3 separate regions of the Zea mays genome follow, and all the other regions are linked to region 1. A link is a contact called in public Hi-C data. All regions are on one chromosome and are shown on one strand. Each heading gives the region's core, a stretch centred on a gene start, on an enhancer-like site or on the middle of the called end of the contact. The rest is flanking DNA. Distances are from core to core; before and after follow the strand shown.

What was found. A called contact is a pair of places that touch in the nucleus more often than the background predicts.
Region 2: a contact with region 1 is called in a Hi-C map of tassel, with 4 times the contacts expected there. The contact joins the promoter of LOC100281845 here to the promoter of LOC103638885 in region 1. A contact is called at or near these places in 4 of 25 Hi-C or Micro-C datasets (bundle sheath, ear, leaf mesophyll and 1 more).
Region 3: a contact with region 1 is called in a Hi-C map of bundle sheath, with 3 times the contacts expected there. The contact joins the promoter of LOC103638882 here to the promoter of LOC103638885 in region 1. A contact is called at or near these places in 9 of 25 Hi-C or Micro-C datasets (bundle sheath, ear, endosperm and 4 more) and 1 of 3 datasets of contacts at active chromatin or transcription factors (seedling).

What each region holds. Positions count from the first base shown.
Region 1 is chr9:115,961,044-115,965,402 of Zm-B73-REFERENCE-NAM-5.0, reverse strand. It overlaps LOC103638885 (probable transcription factor KAN4), which reads right to left and starts at 2,626. Exons shown (of 5, transcript XM_008661672.4): 1 at 2,108-2,626; 2 at 1,269-1,345; 3 at 873-1,081; 4 at 663-747; 5 at 1-206. The coding sequence starts at 2,231.
Region 2 is chr9:116,107,063-116,111,304 of Zm-B73-REFERENCE-NAM-5.0, reverse strand. LOC100281845 (SAUR25 - auxin-responsive SAUR family member) reads left to right here and starts at 2,620. Exons shown (of 1, transcript NM_001154765.2): 1 at 2,620-3,820. The coding sequence starts at 2,781. The coding sequence ends at 3,200.
Region 3 is chr9:115,784,332-115,788,672 of Zm-B73-REFERENCE-NAM-5.0, reverse strand. It overlaps LOC103638882 (molybdenum cofactor sulfurase), which reads right to left and starts at 2,969. Exons shown (of 22, transcript XM_020544069.3): 1 at 2,429-2,969; 2 at 2,118-2,216; 3 at 1,956-2,014; 4 at 1,415-1,575; 5 at 747-922; 6 at 510-630; 7 at 287-389; 8 at 160-205. The coding sequence starts at 2,540.

The sequences.
Region 1 (4,359 bases), core at 1,377-3,876:
TCCTCCTCCTCCTTCACTACGGCGGCGACGCGGCGAGCGCCGCCCGCTGCCGGAGCAGGCAGCAGCTCCTCGCTGATGGAGCTCGAGCCGTCGGCGTCGTCGCTGCTGCTCGCGTCCTCCCACAGCCCGATCGACAGCGTGAGGTCGCATCCCGTGTGCTGCTGCGTCTCGTGCTTCCTAGTGTGACTTGGCCTAATAATCACCCCCTGGAATAATACAAGCAGAGAAGATGGTCGTGTAAGTGTAACAATCAAGGCATCAACGTTAACACGCTAATCTAAACTACTATCATGACTTTGGAAGCATTCTATTCAGAGAGTCATTTTTCATCTACTAGCTATAGTTAGCTAGCTCATCAAGGGTCTGGACCATGCAATCATGCATGAGTAGGGCAGCATGGGAGTTTGGCAGCCTGCCACCGAATGACCAAAATGAAGCTTCTAGGGAATATGGTACATGCATGCGTTATTGTTTGAGTACATTTTATTTGTCTGCAGATGGATCATATAATTAAGAGCTAGTTTAGGAACTCTATTTTCTTATAAATTTCTATTTTTTTTAAAGAAAATGAATTAATTTCTCTTTAAAAATGAAAATCTCTTGCGAAAATAGGTTCCCAACTAGCCATATAACGGAAACCCGTGCGTATATACTACTATTACCTTCTCTGTTGTTAGCACGTCGGAGTTCCAAGCAACACGCCCTCTCTTTTGTTCCCAGCATCTGAACACTTGCTGTAGCGACGGTCTGCTAGTAAAAACAGTCGAGTTTAATTTCAAATCTGGCGAAATTTCCAGGAAATTTAGTTTCCTGTTCGATCATTTGAAGATTGGGAAGCGTGATTGATTTGTGCTAATAATTAACGCACTTACATTTGGTACGGTGATGAGTACTGGCCGCAACCACGGACCGTGGTGGTATAGATGTTCTTGTCTGAAGCTGGAGCGTTGCCTTCCTGTGACGCACAATCTTCACGCGTGAAGAACACGCGCTTGTTGTTGCTCGCTGCGGTTGATGTCGACTTCTGGAGGCTGGGCTGATGATGGGTACTGCTGCTGCTGGAGATGGAGGCTCTGTACATCTGATCATTTCATTGGAAAAAAAAAATTAACAAGGTTTGTTGTAATTTGTAAATAGCTAGAATTAATTAAAAAAAAGGTTAGCATGCGTATCCCATACAATAAGAAGCTGAAATGCATGCACATAATTAATGTATAGGCTTCTAATAATATACAAGCAAAATTGATTATACATCATAAAGTACGTACCTGAAGATGGCTCTTGATATGAGATATGCTAACTCCCTTCGCGCCCATCAGCTGAAGAATTCGCTTCGGAGTTGCTTCTGCATGACATTGGAAAACGAAAGGTTAACAACACACACAATAATACAACTGATTCTGAAGCATGATCTTTCTCCAAACTAATTTCTGACAAGATATGTGCGCATATATATATGTTGCTACCCCATAAACCATATGGTCATTGCCTTTTGTATGAAGAATAACCAGTGTAAATGATTTTGTGGGTATATATATTGCATGAATATCGTTGTATAACGTATGAAATAGTAATGAAATTAATAACTTTCTCATATATATAGCTTACTAATTCGAGTATGCAATTCGTATCTTTCGCGGTAATTCTATCAAAAGTATTTGGAACTGGCTGTAGAAACGTTTCAAACTTTCGTGAACAGGATTTATCTATCAGCAAAAAAAAAGCTATATGTAATCGCCTAAACTACACAGGATAAATCACCCGAGGATAATATATGTTCGTCATTCAAGCATGCGAAACACGTGTTTTCTTATTTATTTTTTTCCTTTGCCCGGTGGATTCCACCACCAACAAACTCTCTGCCTAATTAACAACCTAAACACTGAGGGGAATTAGATAATCAAAACCCTCAAAACTACAAGCGAACTGAATAAAGAAAAACAAGCTGCGCCCTTCGGTCACCTCCCGACAAATAAAGGTAGTAAAAGGAAGTAAGCAACCATGCATGGAGAGATCCAGATCAATGAAAGCATGCAGGGCTAGGGCATGTCTCACGCATGCAGTCGGATCGGAGAAGAAGGGAAGTATTAGAAGCGGGCCGACTCACCGTCCTGGCCACCGAGGCACTCGACGGCCTCGACGAACTGCCGGTGCAGCTCCTCCGTCCACCGCATCCTCGGCACCTCTGACCGGTTGTACTGCCGGACCCCTTTTCTCTCAAACCCTCTCATTCTCGCTGCCTAGCTAGCTCCTCTTGATCCAGTGGTTCGCAGCCTAGCTTCGCCTCTATCCTTAGCTTCTCAATTCTTTCAGGCTCTAGCTAGCTAGCTGCGCTCGTTATATATAAATATCTGTTGTTGAGAGTTTGGCCGAAGACGATGACGAACACCGGCCTTGCAGCATATATTTTAAGTACTTTTGCTTGCTGCCTACCGTGCAAACGGGATGACAGCAGCATATATAAGGCCGCCGGAACCCGGAATGTGTAAAGGAGAAGAAGAGAGAAAGCAGAACACTCGAAGGGATGGGAAAGGAAGGGAAAGAGAGAGAAGGCTGAGTTCTCTGACCTAGTCCAGTCAAACATGCTCACTCAGCTAGCTTCTCCAAGACTATCCACAGTAGTGTTCATTCTAGTGTTGTATGCAACCGATCGATGCGCTCAAGCCAGGTATCTGCCTGAAGATGGAACCGATACTGGTGAGCTAGTACCTGCGTGGAATTGACGTCGTCGACGCTGACACTGTGTGCTCGATCTCCACCAATTTTACAGCATCGGCGACGACGAAAGTATAGGTAACCCGTAGCCACAGGGTTCTGGCCGTCCATGCATGCATATGTTCAGGAGAGGGCAAGGCAACCAAAATGCAGCAAGTATAATTCAACCATGCATAGCTCTATTGGTTATATTGTCCAGGTCGTCTACCTAAAAAATCACGCTGGTGGCGAACGGTTCTCCTGTTTGACAAAAAGGGATCCGCGCGCGCTGATATTATTTTCCGGTGGTTAATTTCAGTTGTTTTCAACGCGTACATTTAATAGCTGTCCCCTTCATCTATGTGGTGTGGCTTAGCAGGTTTGACGAAAGAATTTCGAGAACAAAAATTGGCAGTGTGGAGCGAGTGTTGTCTCTATACGTACGATTAATTCGTCCGTATATATAGGATTTGAATTCAGAAGTACACATAAAGCAAGGCATATATATATAATAAAGATTCAGAAGGTCAATTCAACTCTGGGCCCTGGATTTATTTCCCCCAGGAAATGGGAAACGAATGTGATGTATGGGCGTAGCTAACACTCCTATACGTACACTTGCATGTATATATATGCAGCAAGTGGCTCGATCCGACTCCGACACTGTACGCTGCAATGTGAACAGCGTGTGTGAAAGCATGCGGGAATGGGCATAGAGGCGATCCCTTGGGGGCGGGAAAAGTCACTTCTTGTTAATTAGTGATATAGTTCAAATGGCCAACATATTTCTCACAATATATATGGAAAAGTGCAGTTTCATTTGTGTGTGTGGGGATTGAAGGTGGTGTAAATTAAATAGGCAGCTGCATACATAACACAGGCCACATGATAGCTAGCTAGCTGACACCGGAGGATTTGTTCGTACTAGCTAGCTATAGCTATGTTGATTTGTATGCGGGAAATTGGCATGTAGTTCGTTGTACTTTCAGTGATAGGTGACGTTCCCATAGACGACAAGGTGTCTCCAGTAACTTCGTCAATCTCGAGTTCTCGAGTATTTGCTAGCTCAATCTTCCAAGACAATCGTAAGGTCCTGTTTGGTTATTTCTACACCATATGGAATAGAGTCGGAAGAGATCGAAAAAATAGTTGAGATTTTGACTTGCTATGGGTTTAAATCCACGTAATCCTCTCTAATCCATATGGATTGTGATGAAAACTAACATTGCCCTAAGGGCATGTTCGGTTTACTCTCAAAGCTCAATCTATGTGAATTGGAGTGGATTGAGTGAGTTTAAATCCATAGCAAGTCAAAATTTCTTTTAATCCATCCTATCTCTGCTCAATCCACATGGATAGGAATAACCGAATAAGGCCTAAGGGTTAAGTTTATGTGCGTCTGCTGTGAGTGTATGTGTTGATCAATGTAATTAGCGAAAAAAAACACGCATATATGACTTGGCAAATCATGTTGCGTCATTTGAATGATTCAAAAGAGATGCCCAATAAGATCATCTCATAAAGACCATGTTTCCAAAATAATTATTCTTGATGATATGGATTGATAATTAATATAATGCGCGTTTGGAGGATCCGTGCACTAAATAAACCGCTGTGGAATTTCTGTGGCTGGTATCATATCGGAACCTTGCAAGATAGAATGCT
Region 2 (4,242 bases), core at 1,371-3,870, 150 kb before region 1:
GACTTTTATTATGACTATGTATGAGATATTGTCTTTTATTAGTACTGGATGATGATATTTGTGAGACTTTTGTGATGATGAGACTATGGATGAGACTTTTGTGATGTAATAATTGATGAGACTATGGATTTAAATATTGTTATGTGATTGTGTGTGAGATGTTTTATGTGATAATCTGTTGTGTTATGTAGCTGTTGATATATTTGTTATTTTGTGCAATGTGGTGTAAAATATAAACAACATTTGTAATGCTGGCCAAATTAACTTCCTAGAGGCTACAGAAAGCCGTAGGAAGTTAGACATCTAACTTCCTAGAGGCTACAGTCAGCCGTAGGAAGTTAGACAGCTAACTTCCTAGGGGCTACAGTCAGCCGTAGGAAGTTAGCCAGCTAACTTCCTAGAGGCTACAGTAAGCCGTAGGAAGTTACTCGTAGGAAGTTAGCCAGCTGACGGCGCTGACGCCGTGAAACTACTAACTTCCGAGAATCTACTAACTTCCGAGAGACTTAGCAGGCCGTAGGAAGTTAACTAACTTCCTAGAGCCCTCTAGGAAGTTAAGCTAACTTCCGACAAAAAATTTTCGAGAGCCAAACTTCCGACGGGATGACTTAACTTCCGAGAGTTTCGCTAACTTCCTAGAGTTTAGGCCTAACTTCCTAGGGTTTAGGCTCTAGGAAGTTTACTATTTTGGTGTAGTGTAGTGTATGATGAAGCTTGCCTTCTATATATGCACTCTCTTGTTGATGTAGTTTAATACTTCATTCTTTCTTATAAAGGCCTAGGTAAAATTGATGATGAAGACATTACGGTTAAAATATATACGTTCGAAACCAGTATAACACGTGTTCATACTTGTTGACTTGATTTATTTTTCTGTTGTAACAAAGGGGTATTTATATCCAGGATAGACATTTGTGCAATTGTGCTCTTCCGCGAAGTTTCAAATTGACAAACATATATGCACGGCTTCCGGTTATCTGTTATTTTTGTGTAAAGCGTAAAGAGTTGGCTCCGGTACAACGCTAGGACATGTACTCTGTTTACGTATCATCATCACATTTTTGAAAACCTGGTCGTGTCAAACGCTAACTTATAAAACCAACCGGCTAACGCAGTGTAGGGACGGACGCGCGCTATTTTCTCCGGACTCCTGGCTCGTGAGTAGAGATGGCAATGGGTACAAACCCGCTGGGTTTTGCCATCCCAAACCCATACCCGTGAAAAATATCTATGCCCATTAAAAAACCCGTACCCATGACGGGTTTGAGATTTTGCCCAAACCCGTACCCATCGGGTTAGCGGGTACCCATGGGTTACCCGCGGGTTTCATCTCAATATACTTGTTCTTCTCATAATCAATAAGTATCGTAATGATTAATGAGATCATGATCCAAATTTTATGTAATGAACAACGAGTTCATGATTTGGTATAAAAATTATTAGTAGAGAGAATGAAATACAAATAATAAGTTGTATAATTAAGTGACCTTGCACTAAGTTATCCATCCATCACATATATAACACTAGTAAAAACTATAATAGCAAGCAAGCAACACTCTCACCGACTACTAATACATTCACCAGTTGATAAAGTTAGGAAGTAAATAAGGAATAACAAGTGTGTTGTTCATTTATAAAATAAAATGACAATATGCACTAGGTTTGGTCGGGTTTAAAAAACCCACGGGTTCACGGGTTTGGGTACTATAGGAACAAACCCGTACCCATAAACCCGTCGGGTATAGATTTATGCCCATTAACAAACCCGTGGGTATGAAATTTGACCCAAACCCATACCCTAATGGGGTAAAAACCCATCGGGTTTCGGGTTTCGGGTACCCATTGCCATCTCTACTCGTGAGAGAGAGAGAGAAATACTCCTCACACTCACACAAAAATAACTGACGTTGCTATCCTCTCTCCTCCATGTGCCAGATCAGTGTGCGGGCCCCGCGACGGCGACTCCCCGCATTCCAATCTGGCAACCCAAGCCCTCGTCCTCTAGTCTGGCGCTCGCTGGGGCGCGCGGACGGCACGGAACCGTACGAGCGGACTACGGAAGGAAGCGGCCGGGCCGGGCACCGGTCGCGGTCGGCCCCAGCCGACGGGCCACCCAACCGATCGATCGGCTTTGCTGCGATGCTCCCGTCCATCCCGTGGTGTACCTGCCGGGTACTCTCCTACAGTACCCGCAGTCCCGCACTCGTACATCTCGGGAACTGGATTTTGAATTCTGTTACGATCTCTTCGTTATAGAGGAATTGGGTCTACCCCTTTTTTTAACGAATCGCGCCATTTTTTATCTTCTTACTAATGTTTTCCCCAATATTAGTTACGTTTCACGACAAGTGCACTCTTATGTACGAGTAATAATTCGCGTGTTTTAAAGCAATACTGTACGATGAAGTGTTCCGGGAGCCTAGAAGTATTTTTTAGTTGGTAGGGTAGTATGAAGTGCCCACAAAGCCAGCGCACCCTGAGGAAAGGATTTGCAACTGGCAAATGGAGATTAAAAAAATAATCATAGAAAGAAAAAGACCTTGGCAAAGCAAACTTCCGCCTGCTCCTCCCCCGTCCGTTATATAAAGGAGACAACGAGGAGCCACATGGCCAGCCGGTACAACTACAAACGCACTGTGGTCTGTGGGCTGTTGCTGCCTCCAGCCTCCCCCTCATCAGCTGCTCCAAGCACCGCATCCTCACCTCCGGCCGACACCGCCGTCGCAAGGTCCCGCAGCAGGGCTCTCTCTCCGCCCACGGCCCACCGCTCCGTCTCCAGCATGAAGCGCCTGCTCCGGCGCCTCTCCCGCGTGGCCGCGGCCGACGCCTGCGCCGCCGCCGCCGCGTACGAGCCTCTCCGGCCGGACGCCGCGGCGCCCGGGAAGGCGGCCGCGCTCGCGGCCGGCGCGCGGCGGCTGGGCGGCGGCGCGCGCGTGCCGGAGGGCCACGTGCCCGTGTGCGTCGGCGAGGAGGGCGGCCCCGTGGAGCGCTACGCCGTGCGCGCCGAGCTCCTCGGCCGCCCGGCCTTCGCCGCGCTGCTCCGGCGCGCCGCGCAGGAGTACGGGTACGGACACCCCGGCGCGCTCCGCATCCCCTGCCCCGTCGCCGACTTCCGCGACCTCCTCCTCCAGCTCTCCTCCGCCTGCGCCGCCGCGGACCACCCCGACGACGACGCTGCGGCGCTCTGCTACTACTCCTAGGCTCCGGGTTCGGCTACGGCATCCCCTGCCCGCCCGCTCGCTCCGACGCCGCCGCCACCGCTCCTCCCCCCGTCCCGCCCCCTCCAGTGCGGCGGAAAGGAAAAAAAAAAGAAACATTCGCCGCATTTGCCGCGGAGGGCGTAATTGAGATTTGTCCTTGCCCCCTCGGTGAAAACTAAAAAACGGCAGCGCCAAGCGCCGCTCGTCTTCTTACTGAATTACCCCCCTGCGTGGGACGTACGACTGTGTGTGCCTGTACATACGGGAGGGTTGACTGTGGTGGCTGGTGGATCCTAGGATGGGTGGGGGTACAAAGGGGATTTTCTCCTGCAGCTCAACCGTTTTAGTGCCTGCTGTCTGGTGGGAATTTTTTCTTCCTTCTTTGTTGTTGCTCCTGCCGTGATTTTGGGTCTTCGTCTAGATCTAGCTCTCCGCAGTCTTGCTCTAGCTCTAGTGGTGGTTGTATTGAAGTAGTACTAGCTAGTTGTGACTGCTCAGCAGTGAGCACTACCTGCCTTCTGTTTCCCTCTTAGGGCTTTTGAGATCTTAACAATACTCCAATGCCGCAAGGCTAGTGATCTCGTGACTGAGACCGAGGAAAAAAATGCCAAAAGTTCTCTTACCCGTGTGTCCCAATGCGGTGCGATGTGCCGAGTTCAGTTTATCTCCGTAATTTTATTTCTGTACTCTCTTCGTGCGCTGCGGTTTTCGATGGGGGTCGCTCCCCATGCCGTCAATTAGCGCGCCAGGGCCACAGGATAGGATCTTCTGGAGTGGCTGGGCTTGCGGAGGCATCAGATGCTGGTGAACGCCAGCGCCGAGCAGCGGAAAGCAGAGGCTGTGCGGGCACCGAAATGGCATCTGCGCGCTGTGCGTGTACAGCAGCGAGCGCCGCCCGGGCAATGCAGTTCGCGCGACGGAACCGACGGCCTCGCCGCGTCCGCCGGCGCTGGCGGCTCTGGGAGCTCTGACGGGCTGGAGGCGTCCGGCTCCTCACGAACGGCCGCCACCGGTTCGGCCGCCTGCATTGTGGGAGTGGACG
Region 3 (4,341 bases), core at 1,720-4,219, 180 kb after region 1:
TCTTGCTCCTTGCTTGGGAAGCCGATCACCAGCATCTATGTAGTAATTTGTTGTAGCTACATAATTTATCTTATCATTTAGATGTGTAGCTTATAGCCTATAATATGCCAAATAGAAGGAAATAAATGCCATCATACATGATAACAGCGTGTTGCCTACCATTTTTTACAATTAAGGCACCAAGACCAGTTGGATAGCCAAATATCTGCAAGTTTGCCAAAAGATAACAATTCGTTACATGCTAGGACAAGGCATTTGAAAACAAAAATGGTTGCACATGGATTACCTTGTAAAATGAACAGACAACAAAATCAGCGGGATACAGGGTCAAGTTTGGTGGTTCAGTTGCACATCCTTTTGCAGCATCTATCAGAACCATCCACTGGCCCCTGCAAATGATGTACTTAATAAGCATGTCAAAGCTACTGGAGTCCAAGGAAAATGGGGTGATAACTGCTAGACGAATTCAGTTACTTGTCTAGTACAGCCGTATGCATCAAATATCTTACTGCTGTTGTGATGAGAAATCCATAAATTTTCCTTCCTTGATGAGCTTGACCAAGCTGAGGTTGAACTTATGCCCTGAGAAATTGCACTCTGAAGGGAATGCAAATAGATTTAAATTGTTTCCTACACCACAGAGAGAGAATAATGTGAATCACCCCGGAATGCAATAGCTATTCAATTAGACAAGAGAATAGATGTTGCAGCTGAAGGAACACATTATGTCTAAATAAGTTCCTAACCTGAAATAGCTGACAGGCTTCCATTCTGATAATTGTGCAAAAGCACATTGTCACCTCTTCTTTGGTTTGAGCGTTTTGAAACCTTAAATAAACTATCACTCTCATGATTCTTTGATGGATCAACAACCTCTTCAACATCAACTGCTGATACAGTAGCTCCTTTGCTCAGAGCATATCTATAAATATATTAAGGGTACACAAAATCTACAGTATTACACCAATGTGCATTCTGGCACTGTCAGCTTGAGTTTCTCAGCTTTTTAAATAGACTGCTAATGAAAGAACCCATTTTGATGAAAAATATATCAATTTGAGAGCTTTATAGAGAAGGGCAGGCCTAGTGCAGTGGTGACAGTTGTCTCACTGAGTCACCATATTGCGGGTTTGAAACAGCCTCTCCGCATTTGCCTTGGTTTATCCCTTTCTCAGACACCACTCATGTGGGAGCCTCCAGCACTGAGTCTGCCCTTTTGAGAGTTTTATAGAACCTACTGATAAAGGGGGGTAGAAAGGAAAAATAACTATTTTGCCATATTTCTGAGGGCGTCGGAGTATAAATATATATAGATCAAGCAATGATGATACATTGCATCATTGGAGCATGTACTTGCATAATGATATATACATTAACTAGTCAATAAGTAGAGTTGTAAACCATGGTAGGATACTCTCTTATCCCAAGAACACTATTATGATTTTCCATTGTGTACATATAGCAACTGTCTCTACTCCATGGAAAACATTCACCAACAAGTTTTAGGGCTGCTGTTGCCCCTGATGTAAATATACATTTGTAGTCCCTTGGAGATGCATTGAAGTATTTTAGGACCTGTGAGGATAAAGTTTGCATCATAAGCAAGAAAAGGCTGGTTGCAACTTCTCTCATGTGCATACAATTGTGTACAACGTTAGCACCATTTTACAGTTCTTTTGATCAGAGTGAAGCATGAAAACTATATCCATACTCCTTTTCAACTTCAATTATATGTAATTGAGTATTTCTAGTTTAGAACATATGCTGAAATAGACATGTAAATAGTTGTTGTGACTTGTTAGCATAATATCAGTAACGGATGCCAATCACTAGCATTGGCTTTCTTAAACGAACTGCTGCAGTGCTAGCTGATTTTCAAAAAGAAAAAAGAAGTTCCATAATGGAAAATACAAACATAAGAAATGATAGGTCCATTTTTTTATAATATGCAGTACCTGATGCCGCACAGAAGTAACAGCATCGATTGTAGCCATGCTTGAATCGTTCTGGCTATCTTAAGGCATGTCAAAGAACACAACCACAATAAATTTTAAAAGGAAATGCATATCAACGAAAGAACAATCTCTTGTGAACAGACCTCCCAAATTTAAGGATACGAGGATTCCCATAGACATTAGACATAAGGTCTCTAGCAACATCCGTCATCTGTGCCTCTGAGTACAGTGTCGCACCAGCATGGTCCAGGTAAACCATCCCTGCTCCTCAAAACAAACACATCTTTAGAAACTAGCAAAGTAGCAAGCTGCAAACTTCTATACATGTTAAGCTTAAAATTATCCTCTTAACGAAATACATTCTCAGTCACGTCGTCAAAATTGACATAACTCCTCTTAGCCACATCAACAAAGCTCAAACTTCCTAATAAAAGAAGGTCGCGGAATGAATTTAGGAGATCGCGAAATCACACCTTCCAGGCGCTTGAACTCGGCGGCCCGCAGCTCGTCGATGCCCCTAGGCGCGTCCGGGTAACCGTAGTCCCCACCGAACTGCTTCAAGAACTCCGCCTTGCTCTGGCCCATCTCTCTCTCTCTCCCGCAACTCCCCAAATGGCAATCAAGTTATCAAATATCAATCCGACCCAAACGGATAAGATTACGCTCCAAAAGAACTTGGAGAGGAGCAATTCTTATTGCTGTCCCTGGAATTAAGTGCTACCGAGAATGGAGGTGATCACCAAATCGGGTTCTGAATTGGTTGGGATCGTGTTTCAGTTTCTCCGCTCGTGCTGGACGATAACCATACGGCGTGGGGCAAGAAAGCCAGTAGCGTGGAATCTCTTGACGGCTAGGGACCAGCGGGCGGGAGGTAGAACTGTGGAAGGCTCGAAGAGAAGAAGATGCGTAAGAGCTCGCGCAAGCAACGCAATATTCCACACCACCTCCACGGTCAATGGAGCGGCCATAGGCCATAGGGCATAGGGGAGCTTCCGTTTTCTGCAAGCGTCAGCGATGACGTGGGGAGGAGACCGAATACACTCTTGCCCCACCGCTTCTGTCTGCATGGGCCGGTCTGGGCCAAACTCGTGGCAGGTGGCCATGTAGGCCCCCAGACCTAAGCATGGCACGTAGATACGTTGTGCTATGGCCCAAGTAAAGGGGTGTTTAAAATTGCTCCAATTCTAGCTCCAATACAAAACTATAGTTTATAATTTTTTTGATAAAAGAATATTTTATTAATAACTTTAAGCACGTTACATCTAGAGATAAAGCCTTTAAAATTTCTTTCGGTCTCTACTTAAAAAGCACACAACTTTGAAACAAATAAACTTGATAACTCACATACTCTAATAATAATCAATCTGAAGACTAGACCGCCACATATGTATCCGTGGGAAAGTCATTTGTCAGACGCATCAAGTATTGTGTAGCCTCCACAACCATAGGTCGCAACTCCGCATTCTGGAAAATAGCCCATATTCGAGGCCAATGAGCAATGATATGGATAACCTGCGAGGGAGAAGAATTAGTTTCCTTTTCAAAGACAATATCATTCATGTGTAACCAAAGAGACCAACATGTTGTAGCACCACCAAGTAAGATTATCTTTCTAATATTTCTATCAAAGTCACTAAGCCAGGTACCAAACAAATTGGAGACATTAAACGGTTTAGATATCGTGAAGGGCATGTGAATTAAAGCCCATGTCATATGAGCAAACCAACAATAAAAAATAAGTGTTGAATTATCTCTTCTTCATTACAAAAGCAACATATTTTGTTTCCTTGCCAGTTGCGGCTTGCTAAATTATCATTTGTTAGTATCACTCCCCTCCTAAGATACTACAAAAAGATTTTGATCTTAAGTGGGGCTTTTATATTCCACATGCTTTTATTTAAATTTGGTACCTCACGCCTAATCAATGCTTGATAATGTGACTTTGCATAGAATTGTCCTCACGGGGACAATGTCCAAGTAGAAGGCGTCCACATCTCATGTTAGGTGAATGTTAGTGATGCGTGAAAGTAATTCATTCCATGCCACCAATCTAGACCCAAACAAAGTTCGTCTCCAAAAGATGTTAGCTTATGTTGTCGGCAATGGTTACGTGCTTCTTTCTAGTTATACTATATAACACAGAGTATTGGTCTTTTAGAGCATTTGTTCCAAACCATGTATCTTCCTAGAACATCACATGCGATCCATTATTAGTCTTGAAGGTTCCAAAGCGAAAAAAGTATTGCTTCATCTTCATCAAACAAAAAAATGTGAGTCTTCTAATTTCCATGCCGCTTGGGCAAGTGGTTTCGAGCCCAAATATTTATTTTTTAAAATTGGTGTCAAGTTCCCTCTTATGTTAATAATCTAAATAACCATTTACTCA